Regions from separate parts of the Mus musculus genome. Here all the other regions are linked to region 5. Evidence: chromatin contacts called from public HiCAR-type and promoter capture Hi-C data. All regions are on one chromosome and are shown on one strand. Each heading gives the region's core, a stretch centred on a gene start, on an enhancer-like site or on the middle of the called end of the contact. The rest is flanking DNA. Distances are from core to core; before and after follow the strand shown. Region 1 holds the start of Ap2m1 (adaptor-related protein complex 2, mu 1 subunit). Region 2 holds the start of Abcc5 (ATP-binding cassette, sub-family C (CFTR/MRP), member 5). Region 3 holds the start of Cyp2ab1 (cytochrome P450, family 2, subfamily ab, polypeptide 1). Region 4 holds the start of Dvl3 (dishevelled segment polarity protein 3). Region 5 holds the start of Gp1bb (glycoprotein Ib, beta polypeptide).

Region 1 (4,764 bases), core at 339-2,838, 1.9 Mb before region 5:
GCAGGCACATCTTTCCCAGGCAGAGAGATAAGCAGACAAAGGAACAGAGGCCCGCTTAATAAGTTCTTTAAAAGATTTCATTTTTACCGACACACAGGTACATGCCAGTGTGCTGTATGTGTGGAAGCTAGGTGTTAGACTGAACACTGCCCTCCACCCCTCAAGCCTGAGTTAGGGTGGTACTGAGCCAAATGACATGTGCCGGGACCTGAACTCAGGTTTTCTGGAAAAGCAGTAAGAACTCTTCAATGCTGAGCCCCTTTTACAGTTATTTCTGGTTACTGTCTTTTCAAAATTTCTAAGTGTGACAAAAATTAGGTCTGTATGTAGTAGCATTAATCCTGCCATCTAAATTGTGTCTCCAAATCTGCCAAGTCAGTCACTTCTGGCCTGGTGTTTACCAAGCAATGGGCAGGGATAACAGAATGCCTCGACTGCCCAAATTATTTTGGTCAAAATTAAGGTAGAATATTTGAGTAACGGGGTTAATCTGGTTCTAGATTTCTGGATTAGTCCAGATATTAATTTCACTGAGGTTAGTTTAACAGACTTTTTGAAACTGAAAAGTTAACCCTTGAAGCCCAGTGACAAGTCCAAAGAAGGTGAGAAAGAAAATGCAAAATGGAGGTTGAGCGCTGAGCAAAGGACCAAGTCCACAGGTATCAACCTCGGGTGGGGGATGGTGTGTGTGACCTCGGGGGGGGGGGCGGTGTGTGTGTGTCCTGGACGAAAATGCAATATTTAGTTAAGGAAAGGGTTAGCTGGAATTGCTAGCAAAAGACCAGGATGACCCCAAAGCACCAAATACAGCTGTGGGAGTCCCTAAAGGTCTCCTATGGCAAAGGTCATAGGAGCTTGGGAGGAGCGAAAAACAGCGAAAAGAGATAGACAAGAAAAAGAGAAAGCTGAGAGACAGGGCCTACTCTTCTGTTAGTGAAGCATAGGGGGCTGGTGGAGTTTTTCTCAGCTGAGGGAGGAGAAGACATCTAGGCCCGGGAGATGTCACCACGGGATGCGGGGGCTGTCACAGGTCTGAGGTACAAGAGCCGTGGGGGTAAACCAGGAGGATGGAATCTCTCAGTGTTCGAGAGAGACCTGTCACTGTCCAAGGGAGTGGCACCAGGGGATGTCAATGTCCTGGGGGATGGGGAAATAGGAAACCCCGGGGTTGAGCGGTTGTCAGGATTCTAGGGATGGGGCGCCGCGCGGCGTCTCCCGCTCTAGGATTCCAGCCCTAGTCTCTTCCCGGAGACGCCTGGCGGGTCACTGGAAGGCGTTGCTCCCCGCCCTTGCTGCAATCGCGCCCAAGGCACCCCCGCCCGGTTGTCTACTCCCTCCCGGGTCTGAAGGCTGAGGCCACTCCCCGGTGCGGGCAGTTTTCCACCCAGCACCGTGCAGGGCAAGGCAGGCTACCACAGCACCCTCGTCGCCTGATAAGGACCTCTAAGTCAAGCCTCCCAGCTCACCTGGAGTCAGCAGCCCCCACAAGGCCGGCCTGGCCACTCTCGGATCCCAAGATGTCCGCCCGCCCCCAGCTCGCCTGTCTGCTGCCTCGGCTTTCACTGCAGTGCTCCCGCCCCACCCCGCCCCGATCGCAGCTGCGCCTGCGCGCTCGCCTCCAGCGGCGACTACAAGTCCCGTCAGTCCCCGCAGCTTTCAAGCTGACACATCTGAGCGCCCTAGGCTCAACAAAACTACAACTACCGACAGCCTTCAAGACAGAGAAGACGTCAGCTTTAGTGCGCCTTGCAAGCAACACGTGTCGTGATACACTCCAACCATTGTTTGCTTCACTGAGAATCACGGGAAGTGTAGTCTCTGCGACCCTTCCTGTTCCTAGTTAAGTGGGGTAGCTTTAAGAGACCAAAGCTATTTGTCGAAACCAATTGTAAATTTTGAATTACTATAGTCTTTTATTGTCTCCAGATTTCGAAGACTGGCTACTTTACAAACACAACTTGGCATAAGCTTGTTACTGCTGAATTTACTGTTTTTTTTTTTTTTTAAACACCACGTTTGATTCTCCCAAACGTGTGTGTGTGTGTTTTTATATATATATATAAAATTTATTTGTATGTATTTTATATATATTCTAGGATTGGACTGATCCCTTTCTCAGGGATAATTATCCAAACAGAAAAGCTGGGAAGGAAGACAGCTAAACGTTAATGTTTTCCTCAGCTAAATCTGTGACTGTGGTGTGATGGTGACGTATGCCGTTAATTCCAGAGTTCTGGAGGCAGAGGCAAGAGCATCTCTGTGAGTTTGAGGCCATCCTGGTCTAAATAGAGAGTTTCAAGACAGCCCAGGCTACATAAGAGACCCCTTTTGCCCTCTACTCCAGTTTAGTTGGGCATGGGATTTTAAAATCCCATTTCTCCTTTAATCCCAGCACTTGGGAGGCAGAGGCAGGAGAATTTCTGACTTCGAGGCCAGCCTGGTCTACAAAGTGAGTTCCAGGACAGCCAGGGCTACAGAAAAACCCTGTCTCGAAAAAAAAAAAAATCCCATTTCTCAACTGTGCAGTGGTGGCACATGCTTTTAATCTCAGCACTGGGGCGGGGGGGGGGGGGGGGGTAGAGGCAGGCAGCACTCTGAGTTCAAGGTCAGCCTGGTCTACAGATCAAGTTCCAGGACAGCCAGGGCTACAAAGAGAAACCCTGTCTCATAAAAACAAAAAAGGAGAGAAAAGATTTCCTATGATATCCAAACTGAGAGAATGAGGAAGAGCCAACCTGGACACAAACAGCTGTCTGATTATTGCCAAATCAGGAAAATTTGGTTTTTCTCTCAGGAGACAGAGACATCCTGCTGCCTAAACAGGCCAGAGACTTCTATGGCAGAAAGGAAGTGGGTGGGTGCTTAAATCTGGTTGCTAACCCTACTATTCCTAGCAATCTCCTTCTAAGTAGCGAAAACCCAAAAACTTCTAACTCCTGAACTATCATTCAAGGCTTCATATCTATCTTTGCAAAGGTTTTCTCTTCCCAATATACCCTAAAAGTTTGCTGGTTTAGAGTAAATTAATAATAATAATAATAATAATAATAATAATAATAATAATAATAGCTACCATTTATTGAGCACCTACTCTATTGTGTGCCAGGCACTGTGCTAGGCACTTTTCGTACAATATCTAATTCCTCACAACAACCCTGTGAGGTAGGTATTATTATCATCATTTTACATATGGGAGGACTGAGGCTCCAGAGAGGTTAAATAACTCTTTTACACAACCAAAAATGAGAGCTGGAATTCAAGCCCAAACCAACTTGACTCCAAATCCCATGCTCTGTAAATTAAGAAAGGGAGAGGAACAGCTGAACTTCAGAGTGTCAAGAGTAGAAGGGTGTGTGATGCTGACTAATACCATGTAGGTGTAGCTTGTAACGAAGGTCACCAGGACAGGAATTCAAGAGGAATAATGCTTGACTATTATGGACATGCCTGTGGAGATGTCCAGTGGGTAATAAAAACAGGTCTAAAGAGAGGGGAAGCTGGGGTTGGAGATCCAGATTTAGAAGTGGCCAGCATATCAACAGCTTAAGAAGAGAATGGCTGACACTATCATGGGAGTGGGAAAGGAGGAGATGTGAGCCAAAGACAGGATGACAAGGGTACTGGCGTCCAGCGCACAAGTGAGCACTGACGAGGGATTCTCAAGATCACAGGAAAAGGCAGAGTTAGAGAGAACCGAAGACAGCTAAGATCAAATCATGCTTCTAACATAGCCCTTTGTTCATTAAAATCCCAGAAAAGGTGTTAAACGGATGAATGAATGGCAAAACAGCCCTACTTCAAGTTGCCCCCAAACCTGGACTAAGGACATCCTGATGGGGGGAGACATTTGCTGGGGCATGCTAGGCAGACACTACAGAGCTATGTTCCCAGCTGACACCCTTGCCCTGAAGAGTTAAGAGTCTGGATAAGTCAGAGTTTATATAGCAGAGTTTTAAAGAGAAATTTGTGATTTAAGGTAGAAAACAATTTTCAAAATAACTGGAGCTGTTTGGAAGTCCCAGTTGTCTGCTTAAGCTCCAACTGGCCTGTGTTCCCAGGTCTCATGGAGAAGATGAAAACAGAACAGTTATAAGGATATGGGGGTGGGGTGGGGGTGTAGGAGGGAAGTAGAGAATGGCCTGTCAGTCACCTGGACAGCCCTCTGTGGAGCCCATCTTTTGGGCTTTATCCAAGTACAAAGACATTGGGAACATGTATGGGAAGCGTAAGGGCTAGCAGGAAGAGGAGAGGGCAGTCACGGACCAGCCCCATATCTAGGGATGACTTGGAAGAAGGGTCCAGCCCTCCGGTCAGGGACCAGCCCTGAGGCGTGTGTGTGTGTGTGTGTGTGTGTGTGTGTGTGTGTGTGTGTGTGTGTGTGTGTGTGTGTGTGTGTGAGAGAGAGAGAGAGAGAGAGAGAGAGAGAGAGAGAGAGAGAGACTCACGTGTGTGTATATATCTATGTGTACGGAGAGAGAGAGAGAGAGAGAGAGAGAGAGAGAGAGAGAGAGAGAGAGAGAGAGAGACTCACGTGTATGTATATATCTATGTGTACGAGGTGGAGGGAAGCAAACTTCTCTACTTCTCTCTGAGAAGAACAGTCTTACACCTGGGGGAAGCTGAGGTCCTTCCCAGAAGCCTAGTGACCTTGTAGTGTGGGTGTGAGGGTTGGACATCCTTGGGAAGCCCTGAGGGGCTGCTGAAGCAGAGTTCCTGGTCTCCTTGGAGGCTGGGCCTCCCCTTCCTGGGGACTCACAGAAAGTC
Region 2 (4,682 bases), core at 744-3,243, 1.8 Mb before region 5:
TGCCGGTCCAGCCACTTTATGTTGTTATTACTGTTACAAGGAAACTTTCTCATGCACGAGTTGATTGCATACTCTGTTATGTTTTTTTTTTTTTTTCTTTCGAGACAGGGTTTCTCTGTATAGCCCTGGCTGTCCTGGAGCTCACTCTGTAGACCAGGCTGGCCTAGAACTCAGAAATCTGCCTGTCTCTGCCTCCCAAGTGCTGGGATTAAAGCGTGCGCCACCACGCCCGGCTCATACTCTATTATGTTATGTGCTTTGATGCTCTTGGAAACCAATCACAACAAAGGTCAGTAAGAACTGCTTTGTATAGTTAGCTACAGCAAGCACGTCCCGCACTGGTGAATGAGCCTTTATGGTTTTTGCTTTTATAAGCTTCTCCTGCACCAATGTAAGAAGTTATTTGGAATAAGACTTCCATTTTGAGTAGGGGTTTAATAGTTTTAAATTCCTAAGAACTCTTTGGGGTTTGACATCCTACATGGCAGAAAAAGATATGGACATGGGTAACTGATATCCTGGTTGGCAAGTTAAGGCATGGATGTTAGGCAATGCAAGTTGATCCCCCAACCAATGGGAACAGGATACGTGTACAACAAAGACCTGCTCCAGAGGAAGTCCTTATCCCTAAATCCTGATTGGTGGAAGAACTTGACACAGATGTTTGTGGATTTCAGACTTAAAAAGCTCTGTAGATTCTGGCTCGAGGTTGCAGTCAGCTCCTGAGTCTGGTCTTTGACCCTGATCAGTCAGTCCCAGGACATACGCTCCATAAACTATCCCTGTCTGCCTGAGATCAGTGTTTGGTGGTTTGTCTGGCGACTCCTTGACCCCAACAATATATATCTTAATTTTAAAATAGTGAAACATAATCAGCTTTTTGTTATTATGACAATATGACAAATACCGGAGAAAACATGAACTTAAAGGAGAAAATACTTATTTTGGCTCAGGTTTTTATCCATGGTGAACTGGTTTTGTTAGTGTGTGCTCGGCACAAGGCTGAACATCATGACAGGAAGGGGTAACACACATCTCTCAAAGGTATACTTCCAGGGACCAACTTCCTTTAACAAGCCTCCAAGTCCTCATATTCTACTAGCTTCTAATAGTGACATGGAACAATCAGTCAATATTAAACCGTTCATTAACTCAGAGTCTTCATGATCCAACTTCCTGAAAGCCCAGCTCTGAACACTGCCTATCTTCCTGAGCTTTCTGTGTGTCAAATATACATCCTGTCAATAAGTCCAGCTTTATGACATTAGTGTTCACAGTAGCTAACTAGGTAGTTGTATGATGGACAATCCAGTTTACTTTCTTTTTAAATCCCTTAAATGGGTAACCATAAACAAGCCCCGGGTAGTTTAAAGGTTGGGAGGCATGCAATAGAGTAGTCTTTATATTATGATACTAAAATAGATAAAATAGAAAAAATAAAACGACTAATGCCTCGGGAGCTTTACATTTATTTATAAAAATAGATTGATTAGTTAGTATATCATTTTGACATCCCTTGTCACTTTGGAAATTGCGATTCTGGCATTTCACTACTTAGAAGTCAAGAAGCTGAGATAGATGGGTAAGAGAAAAGATCCAAAGGTACCATTCATGCAGAACGTGGAGGACTCATGCACCCATTAAGTGACACCACAGCTAAGAGTTGGGGCTGGACAGAAGCAGGCTATGATGACCTTCACGATGTTTTCTGGCACGTGGAACCGCCGCATAGATTTGGAAGTTCCTGACTTTGAACCTCTGGCTGTCAGAGAATACAGCGCCACCGGCTACCCCGACCCGCCTGCCCAGCCCCCGTGACTAAGGCAGAGAAGGTTCCAGACTGGGCATCAGAAACCGGGGAAGGATGGGGCAGCACGAGATGCGCGCGGGTACTGTGAGCAGCCTGCACCCCATCCCGGGCACCAGCGGTGCTTCTGGGAAACGTAGTCTTTTGCGGTGTGCGGCGCTGGGGGCTGCCGGATGAGGGACTACGATTCCCTTCGGTCTTGCGCAAGCTTTGTGCATCGCGCTTGCGCGTTGTGGGGGACTATGCCGCTATAAAGGCTTGTTTTGCTCAGGGTCCGATGTTCGCGAGCGTGCCCGGGCTGTTTGCTCTCGTGTGGGGAGGCTGGGGTGCAGGTAGGTGACGGTTCACGCCTTTTTCATGCAGTGTCGGAGGCTGTCACGGGCTCACTTCTTTGGGCTCTCCAAGGCGGGGTGGGCGGTGGGAAGCCTCGGACGGGAGAAACGGGGCCTGTCTCGTTCCGATCTCGCGCGGTCCCCGGCTTGTTGGCGACCTCGCGGGCTGTGCGGAGGTCTAGATGTTAGAAGGCAGGAGGGGAGGTTTGATGGGTGGTCACGGCCGGCTCCACTCTCCGCGCGGCCACCAGGGGGAGCTGCGTTCGCTGTGGGTGGGTCGTGGAGCCTGTGCTCGCAGGCCCGGGGCTGGCATGGGAACGCCCTAGGGCCGGGTGGCGGAGCTGTCCAGAGAGAAGCCCCAACCTCCCTCCGGGACTGGAGGCTGTCAGCCACTTACTACGTAAGTCATTATCTATGTTTTGTTTTGTTTTTTGTTTGTTTGTTTTGCTACTGGTATGTGGAGGTACGTGGCATCAGCACACACAGCGAAGCCGAGGTAGAGATGGGAGCCTAGATCTTCTGTCACCAGTGTCCTTTTCGGTGCTGACACGCAAAGGAGCTAGTGGCTTTGTGTTTATAACACCTGGATTTGGTGTTTTCGTACAGATGTGGGAGTCTCGATGCAGGTGGGCACAGGAATGACCGGGGAAGTCTTGAGTTCCGAAGGGAGAAATGGATGGGTTTTACTGGGGTCTCTGGAGTAAGTGACAGGTGAGGGAGCTTGGAGGCACAGGTGGGCCCTGGGGGAGAGGTGGGGGGGGCGTGATAAGTGGTTCAGCTTCCTTGTAGCTTCCAGTAGCTTCCAGTAGCTGCAGGGCCTGAAGGAGCTTCCTGAGGCGCCTAAAACCTGAGAGATGTTGCGATAACAGAACTTGGAAACACCAACCTGGTTAGTTACAGTTCTCCAGGCCTACACAATGCCCCTCCCCCCTGCAGAATCGTCACATCCACCCCTCTTCACTGGAAAGAGAATTTTAGAGCAAAACCAGGTGGCCCCCAACCCTGTCAGTTTTGAGTCGGGGTACTAATGTGAGAGTCCCCACTTTGTTTATTCTTCTTTCTCCCTTTATAGTGCTGGCTTAAACCAAAATATGCCAGGTTTTCCTAGTCCTGATACACACACCCTTTCCTTTGGATTTGGCAGGGCTGGGGACTGGAAAGAACCTCTGGCCTACATGCTTTTATCACTGAGCCTAAGTTAGCATTAGTTTTATAAAAAGACTTTACATTAGCTGCAAGGGAGTTGTCTAGAAAATGGGAAGTATGAATTGCTCTTTGGGCTGGAGAGGGTCCTGGTGTAGTAATCCTTTCTTAGTTGATTGCTTCATATCCATATTCACCTTAGCCCTACTCTACCGGCTTCTGTGTGTTCTTCTTGTCATATCCCAGACACACAGAAGATGGTGGTCTCCTTGTGTTCAGTGTGAAGAAACAGTAACTTTATGGCTACTCAGGTGTTTGCATACTTTAAGGTGCTGCACCTTTATTTATTTATTTATTGAAAGTGAAGCTATGACATTGGTGAAGATCATGGGGACAACGATTCCCCATACCCCATTCTTATAGAAACTCGCTTTGTCTGGAAGGTTAGGGAAGTTAGAATAGGCCACTGAAGTCCTATCTTATCTCACCATTAGGAAAACAGTTGTTTCTGTCAAAACTGTCTTTGCTACCACAGTCTGTGTGTACACTTTACCGGTTCCGCTTCATAATATATGATTGAACACACACAACTGAGAAAAAACATTGCCTCGTACAGTTCTTCGATAACTTTCCCTGTTGTTCTTGATGTGTTTGGTGTTGTGAATGGGGTCCCTTGGGCTCCTCCCTTTTAAGCTTCCCCAGCCCCCTCTTGCCTATTTTTAAAGTAGCGAGTAATCTTCCTCTTCCAGATGACAATGGCAGATGCCAGATCTGTTTATAGCTTGGCTTTCGGAAGAGCCAGAGCCACAAGCGTTGTTTTTGCTTAGTAAGCTGGTTTTGGTTTTGTTTATAGTGTACACAGTCATTGGGCTAGGTGCTCTTTCTTTCTTCCTTTCTTTCTTTCTTTCTTTCTTTCTTTCTTTCTTTCTTACTTTCTTTCTTTCTTTCTGTCTTAAATAAACAACTTATCTGTATCAACTTCCAGTGCTTGAACCAGAATTCTGATAAGCAAAATGGCCAGTCCAGCCCTCATTGGAGATTTGAGGGTCTTAATTTTTTTTTTAAGATTTATTTATTATATCTAAGTACACTGTAGCTGTCTTAAGACACACCAGAGGAGGGCGTCAGAGCTCATTACGGATGGTTGTGAGCCACCATGTGGTTGCTGGGATTTGAACTCAGGATCTTCGGAAGAGCAGTTGGTGCTCTTAACCACTGAGCCATCTCTCCAGCCCTTTTTTGGTTTTCGAGACAGGGTTTCTCTGTATAGCCCTGGCTGTCCTGGAACTCACTTTGTAGACCAGGCTGGCCTTGAACTCAGAAATCCACCTGCCTCTGCCTCCTGAGTGCTGGGATTAAAGGCATGCGCTACCACTACCCGGCTTAATTTATTATTATTA
Region 3 (4,682 bases), core at 2,083-4,582, 1.7 Mb before region 5:
AGCGCATGAGAAGAGGAGGCAGAGGAAGCAGAAGTCCAAGTAAGCCGGCCTGTGCACCCACAAAGCCAGCAGGAGCAGAAGTGAGGGATGCTGAAGGCCAGGACACTGGAGCAAGCTGCTGGACTGTGTGCTGCTGTCGATAGTAAGTCTCGGTGAACCTGGACCGTCACCTCACTGAGATCCCCTGGGAAAAAGACTGCCTTTCTTACAACCAAAACAGTCCCACTGGCCCTCTGCCCTGGACCTTTGGCATGCTGGACTAGTTCTATTCTCTCTTGTGGCCAAGTGTAACTCGTGTACAATAATCCTCTTGCTGTCAGCTGACCAAAGAAAGAAAGAAAGAAAGGAAGGAAGGAAGGAAGGAAGGAAGGAAGGAAAGAAAGAAAAAGGAAAAGAAAAAGAAAACAGGATCCATTCTTCTACTGCATCCAAGAAACATTTCTTCCCACTAAGTATAGACATCATCACCTCAGGGAAAAACATATTCCAAGTAAATGGACCTAAGAAGCAAGTGGGTGTGGCTACCTTAATATCTGACCAAATAGGCTTCAAGCCAAAAATAAGAGATAGGGAAGGACACTACTTAACTCCTCAAAGGAAAAGATGACCACTAGAATATTGCAATTTTTACCACCTATTCAAGAAACACAAGAGCACTCAAGTTAATAAAAGAAACACTACAACTACAGCTATTAACCATCACATAGTGATAGTGGGCAATTTCAAAACTCCACTCTCTACAATAGGCAGGTATTCAGAGAAAACTAAGCAGAGAAATGCTGTAGTTAAATGACGACATAATGAAATGGTCCTAGTAGATATTTGCAGAACATTTCACCCAAACTAAAGAATATACCTTCTCAGCAGTTTATGGAACTTTCTCCAAAATTGACCACATATTCAGGCACAAAGCAAGTCTCAATGGATACAAGAAAATTCAAATAACATCATGCATTTTATCTGAATACCACAATTAAAGCTGAATATCAACAACAGAAAGCAAACACACTCATGGAAACTGAACAGTGTACTACTGAGTGAAAAATTGGTCAAGACAGAAATTAAGAAATTTTAAAAGTTTAAGAATTGGATTACCAGGCGTGGTGGCACACGCCTTTAATCCCAGCACTCTGGAGTTAGAGGCAGGTGGATTTCTGAGTTCGAGGCCAGCCTGGTCTACAGAGTGAGTTCCAGGACAGCCAGGGCTACACAGAGAAACCCTGCCTCGAAAAAACAAACAAACAAAAGAATTGGATGAAAATTAAAATACAACATAACCGCCGGGCACTGGTGGCACACACCTTTAATCCCAGCACTCAGGAGGCAGAGGCAGGTGGATTTCTGAGTTTGAGGCCAGCCTGGTCTACAGAGTGAGTTCCAGGACAGCCAGGGCTATACAGAGAAACTCTGTCTCAAAAAACAGAACAAAACAAAACAAAAAACACAACATAACCAAACCTATGGGACTCAATGTAAGCACTAAGTGCTGAGAGAGAGAGAGAGAGATTATATCAGCAACTCAATAGGACACCTGAAGGCTTTAGAACACAAATCACACCCAAAGGAAGTAATCAAGCTTGGCTGAAGAAAAAACAAAAATAATACAAAGAATCAATGAAAGGAAGAATTGGTCCCTTGAGAAAGTAAGATTGATACACCTTTACCCAAATTTACTAAACGATGGAGAGAGAAGATCCAAATTAATACAATTAGAAATAAAAACAGGGACATAACAGACAATGAAGGAATCCATATAACCATAAAGGCATACTTTAAAAATATGTATTCCATCAAATTGGAAAACCTGAAAGAAATGGATAAAATTTTTGATGTATACCACCTACCAATGTTATACCAATATTAAATCACTATTACATAAGCAATTTGAACAGACTGATAACTCCTAGTGAAACAGAAGCAGTACTTAAAAGTCCCTCCACCAAAAACCACCCAGGTGCAGATAGACTTAGCACAGAATTCTACCAGACATTCAAAGAATAATTAAGGGCAACAGTCTTCAAAGTATTCTACAAAATAGAAGCAGGAGCTTTGGCTAATTCATTTTATGAGACCACAGTTATCCTGATACTGCACAAAGACCCAACAAAGAAAAAAAAAAATACAGGCCAAATTCCTTTGTGAACATAGATGCAAATCTTCTCAATAAAATACTTGCAAACTGAATATAAGAACACATGCAAAAAAAAAATCCACCATGATCAAATAGGCTTCATTCTAGAGAATGGTTCTACATAAACTGTAAAATGTAATCCACCACATAAACAGACTGAAAGACATGAACCACAGGTGCATCTCATTAGATGAAGAGAAGGCCTGGAGAGACTGGGGCTACAAGGGATACACCTCAACATGATAAAGGCACTTTACAGCAAGCCCACAGGCAATATTAACCCCAGCAAAGAGAAACTCAAAGCAATTACACTAAAACCAGGAACAACACAAGGATGGCCACTCTCTCCATCCCCGGTCAATATAATGCTTGAAGTCTTAGCTAGAGCAGTAAGACAACTGAAGGAGATCAAAGGGATACAGACAGGAAGGGAAGAAGCCAATGTATCTTTTATGTTTATACATAAATGACACTAAAATCTATACCAATAAACTTTGACTGCTCATAACCACTTTCAGCAAAGTAGCAGGATACAAAATTAACACCAAAAATCAGTAGTTTTCCTATATACAAATGACAAATCAGGGAAATACCACCTTCCACAATAACCTCATTGTGTGTGTGTGTGTGTGTGTGTGTGTGTGTGTGTGTGTGTGTGTGTGTGTGTGTTGGGGTAACTCTAGTCAAACAAGAACAACATTAGGGAAGGTCACCCCAACACAAGCAAATGACTTGCATTATAAAATTTTTAAGACATTGAAGAAGATACCAGAAAATGGAAAGATCTCCCATGCTCATGGATCAGATCAGAAAAAAAATGGCATCCTACCAACAGCAATTCAGTGCAATTCCCATCAAAAGTCCAACACAATCCTTTACAGAAATTGAAAGGACAATTTTCACCTCAGTGCTCAGAGAACTCTATGGAAGAGGTGGCAGAACGATTGTAAGAGCCAATAAGGATAAAGGACACCAAAGAAACGATGTCTTCTAGATATAATAGGACAGATGGACTTACAGAGCCTAGCAGCATGCACAGGGCGTGTCCTGAAACCCAGGCAGAGTTCCAGTCCTGAAAAGGGAAGTGAGCATAAACCCAGAGGCCAATTGTCACTTGTTTACAAAGGAATAATGAATTTTCTCGAACAGTATATCAAGGGTTATACAAACCACACCTAAAGGCAGGCACCATGCCCAGCAGTAGATGACCAAAACAAAACAAAGTCAGTGGTATTTTTGGAGAGTTTTTGTCTGGATAGTACTAGAGAACAAAGGTACGAAATGCTTTGTCTGGAGCTACCTACCTTCCTTTCTTCTTCCCTCCCTCCCTCTCCCTCCCTCCCTCTTCCTCCCTCTTTCTCTTCCTTTCTTACTTTTTAACCTTAGAGATCTTATATTATGTTTTCTGATTTTGTGTTTTTATGGGATTTGTGTGTGTGTGTGTGTGTCTGTATGTGTTTCTTGTTATTTTTCTTTGGCTATTTTCCCCCATTTGCCTATTTTGTCCTGTTCTAGGTTTGCTGTTGTTTTTTATTTGTTGAGGAAGAAAGGATGTGGAGTTGGGTGGCTGTGGAGATGGGGAGGATCTGGGAGGAGCTGAAGAAGGGGGACTCCATGATCAGAATACACTGTATGAAAAAACATGTTTTTTAATAAAAATTAAAAGTATAAAAATTATATATATATTACAGTTTTGAAAATTTGAGGACTTGCCTCTATGGCTTAAAATTTAAAAATTCAATGTTTCAGTAAGTTGCAGGGGTGCCTCCCTCTAGAACCAGCACTTGGGAGTCTGAGGCAAGAGCATCGCAAGCTCCATGCCAGAGTGAGCTACATAGAGCCTGTCTCAAGGGAGGGAAATCAAAACTGTCACCTCTCTGTCTCTTTCTCTCTGTCTCTCTCTGTCTCCTCGCCCCCGCTTCGTGTTACGCGGTGCAGGTGTAGCTCTTCTCTGCTGTTACAGAAGAGCTGCTGGGCAGCACTGTCAAACCAAAACCACTGCCTCTATGCACTGTGTTCATTTTCCAGAGAGGGACGCAACAGCAGAGGGGACATCTACACCAATCTCCCTGCTGCCCTTGCTGCTACAGTTTACACCAACTTTCTTCTGATTTGTTCTCTCATCTCTCAGTTCCCCTCCTACATTGCTTCTTTTGCTTCATGCCACAAAAGAAAGTACTCTCCTGGCTACTAAATATGTCCTTTTTCTCTCCCTTTTCTCTCCGGGAACTGGACAAGGGCCCTTAGATGTGACTGGCTTCTCTTAGCACTGTTCCTCACTAGCTGCCAAGGGACCCCACTAGGCATGTCTCACATACCAGGCACCTCAACAGCAGTCTTTGGTTTATAGTGCCACTGCCCTCATCTTCATGGCTAGCCGCCCTAGCTCACCTCCAACTCTCCTGTCCCTTGTTTCAGAAGGAAGGGTGTGGGTGGTGTGTGTATGTGTTACTAACTCGTGCGTGCCAGTTGCATCACTGAGCTAACCCACAGCACCCCTCTCCAGATTCAGTCACTTGCACTCCTTCCCTCACCCCGCCCTGAAAAGGAA
Region 4 (4,314 bases), core at 216-2,715, 1.9 Mb before region 5:
TAATGTACACAGGGGGCGGGGGGTTGGGGGTGGTGGTGGGATATCTCCCCTCACCCAGCTCTGGGGCCTCAGCTGCAAGCACAGTGCAGGCCTCAGGCAAGTGCATCAGAGGGACCTTCAGGCCTTGAAGGGCCCAGGGAGGGGTAGGGTGTTTGTGTGTGTGTGTGTTCTCCATAGCCTCTAGGCCGACCGTCCAGTTAATGTAGGCAAGCCTCAGCCCCTTGGAGAGGGGTGTGTGTGTGTGTGTGTGTGTGTGTGTGTGTGTGTGTCTTCCCCCTCCACCCCCCTCTCAGGCCAGCTGCTACAAAACCCTCAGGCTCCAACATTCCAACCTCTCTTAAAGGGGCAGTCCCAGCTTCCAAACTGCCCATCAAAAGCCCTGCAGCAGGGTAGGGAGGGGAAGACAAGAGAGAACATCAATAGGCCCTTCCTAGTCTTCCCATCCAGGCTCTGAAGCCCTATGCAACATCTCTGCTGGGACTACCATCAGGAAAGAAAAGGCCCCAGCACCTGGCTAGTGAGAACTCCTCTGAGTCAGGCAACACCCCATCGGCCCAGGGGAGAGGGGAATCTGCTTGACAAACATCAGGTCCATCATCCAGCCTGGTAGAACAGCCCCCAACGCCTCCTTCTCCAGTTCAAAGTCCCACCAGCTACAGCCCTAGATACAGCACACTCCAAATAAGGCTCTGAGTTGCAGAGCTCAGAAGACCGGGAAGGCAGGCCGGGTGTCAATATACTCCAACTTTATGCTTAAATGGTGGCACCTGGAAGGACTGAGAATTCTGGCTTTGGACTGGAGTGGAAAGGATGTATGTCTCTGGGGGGGGCCGCTGGACCGTGGGGAGGTGAGGGGGCTTGAATGGTAGGAACCGATTGCTTAGGGAGGGACGTCTCGCTGGACCAGGGGGGCAAGGCCTCCAAGAGGTGACTGGGAGTCCCTCAAAGTCAAGTGTGTCCCAAGTCACCGAGTCGCTCCCTTGCTGGAAGCGGGGCTAGAAACCAGTGCAGTCAGGGGAGTCGGAACTGGCTGTGTTGGCCCCTAGCAGCGGAGCGACCCGGGCTCCCGGGAGGCGGGGCGGGGGCCATCCTCACCCAAAATCGTCGTCCATAGACTTGAAGAAGAACTTATAGCTGGGCCGCTGCAGAACGCCCTTAAAGTCCGCCAAGGTGACGCGCTCGGCGGGCAGGGGCAGCTTCACCAGGTACGGCGTCTCCTGGCCGTCCAGGTGGTAGATGATCTTGGTCTCGCCCATGGCTCCGGCCTCGGCCCCGCGGCGCGCGGCCTGCTTGGGCAGCGGGGCCGGGCCTCTCCGGCAGAGCTCGGCGCTCGGCGCGGCCCGCTGCTCAGCCCCACTCAGCCGCCGGCCGGGCCGCCAGCTCCCTTGTTCTCCGGCCGCTCCCGGGTCCCAGCGCCGCCCGCCACCGCTTCCGCTCCCCACTCCCGGCGCTCCGCTGGCGATCGCGACTCTTCCGGTGGCCTGGGCCCTCCCGGCTCTGGGCCGAGCCCAGTGCGGCCCCGCCCCGCCTCCGAGCCGCGCTGGCTGCTTGCGGCCGACTGCCCGCCCACCCACAGGGCGGCGCTGGGTCCCCTGTGCTCCGGGTTCAGGCAGCTGGACCTGGAAGTCTCAGCCCGGTGGGACTGGCGGAACCGTGTGCAGGGTCCCGGGCAGGAGGGGAGGGATGGAAGAGAAGTGTCACCGACTGCAGAAGAGAATGGATTTGAAGACCTAACTGGATCCCTGGATGCCGGGTGGCTTCAACTCGGATTTTTGGATTCTGCTGACAGCACAGTTGCTGCCACCGGACCGTACTGAGTTCCTTGAGGGCTGAGCAAGTTCAAGTTTTTATCCCTATAATCTCAGCGTCTCTATGAACAAGTAGTTTGAGAAATGGACTGAGTGGGTGTGGTAGCGCTTACCTTTAATTCCAGCACTCAGGAGAGAGAGGCAGGTGTCTTTCAGTGAGTTTAAGCCAGCCTGGCCTACAGAGAGCTTCAGGACAGCAGGACTATGGAGGGAACTCCTCTCTTAGAGAGAGGGAGAAATACAGAGAAGAAAAAGAAAGAAAGAAAGAAAGGAAAAGAAGAGGAAAAAAAGGACAAAAGAAAGAGAAAAGAAAAAATTTGAGTTAAGAAAGAATGCAAGCAGCCAGGTGTGGTGGAACATTACTTTAGTCCAAACACTGGATAGGTAGGCAAATCTCTGAGTTGGAGGCCAGCCAGTCTACAGAGCAAGTTCCAGAACAGCCAGGGCTAAACAGAGAAACCCTGTATGATTGGGACAGTAGATGTCAAAACTACCTATAGTCAGTTGGTGGTTCAGCTTCTCAGCTGTAACAATGTATGTCAGGTGTGGCTTTGAAACTCCTGACAATTCTCCTGCCTCAAGCTTCTGAGTTCTCTCTCTGATTACATGCCTGCATTTCAGTCACCTCTTCTGCCCAGAAACCTCTTCACATTACCCAATATGACTTTCATATACCCTCAACATGACACACAAGGCCCTTAATAATCTGACATCTATATACCTCTCTAGACTTTTTCTCATTACATCATAACCAATTTTTTTATTATAAGCAGAAAGCATTCAGTAGCAGTTACATGTTTTCAGTTTATATCCTTCATTTAATCTTTTTCTCCAAATAATGTCTGTGCATAAATAAAATGCATTAAAACTTTTCAAGGTTTGTTTTTACCCCCTGCACAGATTATAGGTATCTGAGATGACCAGGAGAGGGTGTCAGTCTCTTGGAATTAGAGTCACAGGAGCTGGAGAGAGAACTAAGTGGTTAAGACCTCTTCCAGAGGTCCTGAGTTCAATTCCCAGCAACCACATGGTGGCTAACAACCATCTGTAATGGGATCTAATGCCCTCTTCTGGTATGTCTGAAGACAGTGATGTCTGAAGACAGTGACAATATATATCTTAAAAAAAAAAGTTTCGGGAAGCTGTGATCCACCTGCTGAGATGCCAGACACTAAACTCTGTAGGAACAGCAAGCCCTCTTAACTGTTGAGCTGTTTCTCCCGCCCTAATATTAAAAACAGAGTCCAGGATGACCCTGAATTTTCTACTCTCCTGCCTGTACACTCCTGGAGTGGCTGGGGTTACAGGCATGTGATGCCTGGCTTATTTCTTGATTTACACATTCTAGACATTGCCCATTAACTTCCCACTTTTACTTTCTTAAAATATTGAAGCCATGATTGTTAAGTCGAGAGTACTTAACACTGACAGTAAAAGTACTGCTAAGCTTGGTATATTACTTGTTTCTTTTGCTTTTTTTTTTTTTTTCTCTTGGTTTGTTTGTATTTTATTTTTGGTTTTTCAAGACAGTGTTTCTCTGTGTAGCCCTGGCTGTCTTAGAACTCACTCTGTAGACCAGGTTGGCCTGGAACTCAGAAATCCGCCTGCCTCTGCTTCCCAAGTGCTGGGATTAAAGGTGTGCGCCACCACTGCCTGGCTTTATTTATTTATTTTTTAAACCAATAATTGTTTGCACACAATGCAGTTTTTCAGGACACATCTTGTTCACCAGTCCAATCTATTAGGTAAACCAGCTTTGTTTGCTCTGGTGAACACTGCCTGCTGTCTCTATCTAGCTGTCATCTGGGACTTCTCTGCATCCCCAGGGGCACTTCTCCTCCAAGCTGGATCTTTTTTCTTGGACACTTTATTTCTATTTTAGTGAGGCTCACTGCATCCTTTGACAGGTCTCTTTGAAAGCATGAAAAATGCAATTTTGGGGCTGGTGAGATGGCTCACTGGGTAAGAGCACCCGACTGCTCTTCCGAAGGTCCGAAGTTCAAATCCCAGCAACCACATGGTGGCTCACAACCACCCATAATGAGATCTGATGCCCTCTTCTGGTACGTCTGAAGACAGCTACAGTGTACTTACATATAATAAATAAATCAATCAATCAAAAAAAAAAAAAAGAAAAATGCAATTTTGGTTTTGGTGTTTCTGTAGCTGAGACTGCATTTAGCTCAGGCTGCTCTTAAAAATAAATAAATAAATAAATAAAGAAAGAAAGAAAGAAAGAAAGAAAGAAAGAAAGAAAGAAAGGAAGAAAGAAAGATAGATGCAATTTTGGTTTTGGTGTTTCTGTAGCTGAGACTGCATGTAGCTCAGGCTGCTCTTAAAACTGGAAGTCCTGCCAAGGATCACAGGTTTGTGCTACACCTAGAAAGGGATTTGTTTGTTTGTTTATTGGGTCTTGTGGATGTAGGCATGATTTATACCACTAAGGCCCAGATTCTTTGAGCTGTATGTCTAGAATATGATTGAGGTTGAGGTTGGTGCAAGGCTA
Region 5 (4,270 bases), core at 656-3,155:
CTCCAGGGGAGCTGGCCCATGCCAAGTCAAGTGCTCTCTCTCTCTCTCTCTCTCTCTCTCTCTCTCTCTCTCTCTCTCTCTCTCGCCTGCTGCAGATACGTGAGGAGATCGACAAGTTTGGGATCCACGTGTACCAGTTTCCAGAATGTGATTCGGATGAAGATGAAGACTTCAAGCAACAGGACCGGGAACTGAAGGTGAGCATGTAACCAGGAGGGGCGGGGCAAGGAGGTAGCTGGGGCAGAGTATTGGAGGCCACGCAAACCCCGGGGGTGGGGGCTGAGCACCCAGGAGGTGCAACATGATGAGAGCAGGGGTCATTTGCTCACCGAAAAGAGGGTCTGTGCTCAGTCTCAAGGGTTACAGGATAAGGAAATCCCTGGTACCCCTGTCTGGTCTGTGGCGGGTCATGTGACCCTCCCCTGGGTGTTTACTTGAGCACTTATGGGTACCATTCTCACCTGCTTTCCAAGAATCAGCCCAGTGGCCCAGAGATGTGGCAAGTTCTAGTATCCGAGATAGAGAGCTCCAGAGGGTGGTGGCTTTGAATACCCCAGAGGCCAGAGAGGTTGTGACAGAGAGCTAAGCCAGGAACTAGGGCCTTTGGGCCAGAAGCAGATGGCAGCGCCATCTACCAGTAAGCATGGTCTTGGCTTTGACTTGAACCGTGGAGGAAGCTCCTGGAAGCATCCAGTGCCAGAGAAGTGCCTGGCGTTGTGGCAGAAACCCCAAGGCCTTTAGCCCCACAGGCTTTGTGGCTTTTGTGGGTAGCAAAGACACCCACAGAGGGACCATGCCATGGGAGGGGGATGATGGCAGTGCTGGAATGGCCTCTGAGCCAGCTGCTCTTACAGACTAGGCTGGGCTGGGTCCTTGCTCCCCTTCCCCAGGAAAGTGCACCCTTCGCCGTTATTGGCAGCAACACTGTGGTGGAGGCCAAGGGGCAGCGGGTCCGGGGGCGACTGTACCCCTGGGGGATCGTCGAAGGTGAGATGAGGCAGGAGGCTGGGTGAGGGGTGGGTGGCTCCCCTAGACTGACACCGACTCATCGTCGATCCTGCCCACAGTGGAGAATCAGGCGCACTGCGACTTTGTGAAGCTCCGCAACATGCTCATCCGCACTCACATGCACGACCTCAAAGATGTGACGTGCGACGTGCACTATGAGAACTACCGTGCCCACTGCATCCAGCAGATGACCAGGTGGGCCACCCGCACCAGTAGCAGGCCAGGCGGCTCCCACCCTCCTAACCCGAACCTCCCAACAAGCACAGCCCTCTCATTCCACAGCAAACTCACCCAGGACAGCCGCATGGAGAGCCCCATTCCTATCCTCCCACTACCCACACCGGATGCGGAGACCGAGAAGCTCATCAGGATGAAGGATGAAGAGGTGGGTGGATATCAGGAGTAGGGCCGAGATTGTGAACAGGGTAGGGAGGAGAAGCAGAGGGCAGAGCTACAGCTCTCCTGCCTTTTCTCACTCTGACTTGGGTCGCCCCCACCACCAGCTAAGGCGCATGCAGGAGATGTTGCAGAAGATGAAGCAGCAAATGCAAGACCAGTGACACCCGCCCCAGCCCCACGTCGTCGACAAGGATAGACGGCCGGTTTCCGGGCTGGCCCCTCCTACCCCTGGATCCCAGACTGTCCTGGATTCCACCCTGGGTTCATCTGGATCTCAGAAGGCCTGGACCTCACCCTAATCCAAAGTGGCTTTGACCAGACTGTTCAGACCTGGAGCCACAGAGCCACAGCCCCCAGATGACCCTAATTTATTCTCGGCGTCCACCCTTCCCGGTCATTTGTATCTGCTTCCGAGTGCTCTGAATCACAGCCCCTCCCCAACCTCCTGCCCCCGCCCCACCCCGCACCTCCCCGCCTATCATAAGGGAACAAGATGTGCACAACCTCCAAGATCTCCCTTCCTAGAAGATCACTGCCCCCCAGCGGGCCAATAAACCAGGGTAGAGGAGGGACGTGGATGCAGGATCTTGGGCCTATTACCCAAGCTAGTGCTGCAGAGTGGAGTTGGGAGGCCCCCCTCTGCCGATTCCAGTGGGCTACGAAGCATTTGCTAATGGCCTACTGAGCGCGGAAGTAGGCCGGTTCCTCCCTTACTCCCTAATCATGCTCTGTTCAGGATCGGAGGCGGCGGGGTTTGGAGGCTAAGGCCTTTAGGAAGACCCCAGATCTAGAGGCTTCTGGGAGGAAGGCGGGGCCGCGATGCTCTAGACCGCTCGCGCCCCTTCCTGAGTCTACCTGAAGGACTCCAAGGGCGGTAGAGACGGGGTGTCCCTATGCCTAGACTACTTTCGTCCACCCATAGGTCAAGGTCTTTTCTTCCCAGCAACTCTGTTGCACAAGGATTCCAGCCCTTGGCCTCCTCCATATCTCCACCCGCATGATTCCTCCCCACACACCCCATGCTCCGTTTTGTTCAGTTGTGAATGCCGCGTCCTGTCCTGGTGACAGGAGAACAAAGTTGGTGAACGTCGCACCGAGTGTCCGAGTGTTCCATGAGCCCCTGGGAGCGGGCGGGGGGACGGAAGCCCGGGCTGCCTGCGGCCCCAGGCGATAGTACCCTATCTGCCTTCGCAACGCCCTTGCGCGCCGGCTCGGAGTTATTTCTGGCCAGGCGGCAGAATTGTGGTCTGTTGCTGTAGACTCAGGCAGGCTCTCGGGCCAACGCCTCTCCAGAACGAAGTAGGCCACCATCCTCTCGCCATGGGCTCCCGTGAGTTCTGGGGTCGGGTCTGCAGCTTTCTAGGAAGAGCCACGGTCAGGAGGTGTTCTAGTTTGGGCATCAATAGGCAAAGTCTTGGATCAGAGGTGGATGGAAACTCGAGCCAGCGCCCAGAGTGGCCGGGGTGGAGGGACCTGCGGACTCGTGGGATGCTGGTCCTAGGAGCTGGCGGGAGCAGCGCCGACGGTCCCAAGGATGCTCCCGCCTCATCCTAGTGCTTCTCTTTCAGGGCCCCGTGGGGCGCTGAGCCTGCTGCTTCTGTTGCTAGCGCTGCTCAGCCGCCCAGCCTCTGGCTGCCCCGCGCCATGCAGCTGCGCAGGGACGCTCGTGGACTGTGGGCGCCGCGGGCTGACCTGGGCGTCGCTGCCGGCTGCCTTCCCTCCCGACACCACCGAATTGGTGCTGACCGGCAACAACCTGACGGCGCTGCCGCCCGGGCTTCTGGACGCGTTGCCTGCTCTGCGCGCAGCACACCTGGGCGCCAACCCCTGGCGCTGCGACTGCCGCCTATTGCCGCTGCGCGCCTGGCTGGCCGGCCGCCCGGAGCGCGCGCCCTACCGCGACCTGCGCTGTGTCGCGCCCCCAGCGCTGCGCGGCCGCTTGCTGCCCTACGTGGCGGAGGATGAGCTGCGGGCCGCGTGCGCACCCGGTCTACTCTGCTGGGGAGCACTGGTGGCCCAGCTAGCACTGCTGGTCCTCGGGCTGCTACACGCGCTGCTATTGGCACTTCTACTAGGTCGCCTGCGGAGGCTGCGCGCGCGTGCGCGCGCACGCTCCATCCAAGAGTTCTCTCTCACAGCCCCGCTGGTGGCCGAGTCGGCCAGAGGTGGTGCATCCTAAGAAAGGACAGGCACTGAGCAACAAGGACCTGCAAACTTTACAGGTCCCTGCAGGAGGACCCTCACCTTCACCTGGATCCGCCTTGGCCTCTACCCTTGCCCAACCTCCCAGACCCGAGCTCTGCAAGCCTGAATCAACATGGTGCCAAACTGATTCCAGTACTACCAGAGTGAAGCAACCTTGAGTCTTCAGAGCCTAGAGTGATGGAACAGCCCAGTCTCCTGCCAGACTCCTCACTGAATAAACCGTTCTCCTCATTTGGCGGTTTCTGTACCACCCGACTTTGCCAAATTCTAGAAAGGGCCTGAGGGAATGTTGTTAAAAGGGACATAATCACTTCTTCACACGCTGCCAAACTGGCCTAGGGCAAGCAGGAGTCGATGGATAAAACTCCCTGTACCCAGCTGTCTCCGAGTTCATTCTTAGTGAGAATGCTGTGAATAGAGAGATCCCTCTGGCACTGAGGAAGCTTGAAACAGCACAGGCAGGCAGCTTGGTCCTCAAAGGGTTGGCTTGTGTGGACAACCAGGGTCATGAGAACCTCTCAAGGACAACTTAGGAGTTGAGGTGACCCTGCTGTGTGGACAGCTGTTAGAGCGCCCAGAGACAGATGGGAGTTGGGATGACTCAAAACCAGGTGACTGTAGCCTGTGGCCCAGTGGGGACTCCATGGGCGATGAACTC

The links. Promoter capture Hi-C pulls out the DNA fragments that hold promoters and counts their contacts. HiCAR-type assays count read pairs that join an accessible place to other places.
Region 1: a HiCAR-type map of astrocytes shows a contact between it and region 5, with 2.2 times the contacts expected there. The contact joins the promoter of Ap2m1 here to the promoter of Gp1bb in region 5. A contact is called at or near these places in 2 of 39 promoter capture datasets (hippocampal neurons and neutrophils) and 2 of 115 datasets of contacts at active chromatin or transcription factors (astrocytes and pro-B cells).
Region 2: a contact with region 5 is called in a promoter capture Hi-C map of hippocampal neurons, with 3 times the contacts expected there. The contact joins the promoter of Abcc5 here to the promoter of Gp1bb in region 5. A contact is called at or near these places in 8 of 39 promoter capture datasets (cranial neural crest, embryonic stem cells, frontonasal cranial neural crest and 4 more), 1 of 115 datasets of contacts at active chromatin or transcription factors (astrocytes) and 1 of 9 other capture datasets (liver).
Region 3: a contact with region 5 is called in a promoter capture Hi-C map of pre-B cells, with 7 times the contacts expected there. The contact joins the promoter of Cyp2ab1 here to the promoter of Gp1bb in region 5. A contact is called at or near these places in 3 of 39 promoter capture datasets (cranial neural crest, hippocampal neurons and pre-B cells).
Region 4: a contact with region 5 is called in a promoter capture Hi-C map of hippocampal neurons, with 6 times the contacts expected there. The contact joins the promoter of Dvl3 here to the promoter of Gp1bb in region 5. A contact is called at or near these places in 2 of 39 promoter capture datasets (hippocampal neurons and pre-B cells) and 1 of 115 datasets of contacts at active chromatin or transcription factors (astrocytes).

Annotation. Positions count from the first base shown.
Region 1 is chr16:20,532,304-20,537,067 of GRCm38.p6, reverse strand. Ap2m1 (adaptor-related protein complex 2, mu 1 subunit) reads right to left here and starts at 1,588. Exons shown (of 12, transcript NM_009679.3): 1 at 1,467-1,588. Dvl3 (dishevelled segment polarity protein 3) reads right to left here. Exons shown (of 15, transcript NM_007889.3): 15 at 3,055-4,764.
Region 2 is chr16:20,423,705-20,428,386 of GRCm38.p6, reverse strand. It overlaps Abcc5 (ATP-binding cassette, sub-family C (CFTR/MRP), member 5), which reads left to right and starts at 1,993. Exons shown (of 30, transcript NM_013790.2): 1 at 1,993-2,139.
Region 3 is chr16:20,324,054-20,328,735 of GRCm38.p6, reverse strand. Cyp2ab1 (cytochrome P450, family 2, subfamily ab, polypeptide 1) reads left to right here and starts at 3,332. Exons shown (of 9, transcript NM_183158.3): 1 at 3,332-3,405.
Region 4 is chr16:20,514,137-20,518,450 of GRCm38.p6, reverse strand. Dvl3 (dishevelled segment polarity protein 3) reads right to left here and starts at 1,465. Exons shown (of 15, transcript NM_007889.3): 1 at 1,096-1,465. The coding sequence starts at 1,256. Gm16618 (predicted gene, 16618) reads left to right here and starts at 671. Exons shown (of 3, transcript NR_167658.1): 1 at 671-812.
Region 5 is chr16:18,620,038-18,624,307 of GRCm38.p6, reverse strand. It overlaps Gp1bb (glycoprotein Ib, beta polypeptide), which reads left to right and starts at 1,905. Exons shown (of 2, transcript NM_010327.2): 1 at 1,905-2,737; 2 at 2,976-3,989. The coding sequence starts at 2,728. The coding sequence ends at 3,586. Septin5 (septin 5) reads left to right here. Exons shown (of 12, transcript NM_213614.2): 8 at 96-197; 9 at 891-987; 10 at 1,068-1,203; 11 at 1,291-1,393; 12 at 1,512-2,497. The coding sequence ends at 1,568.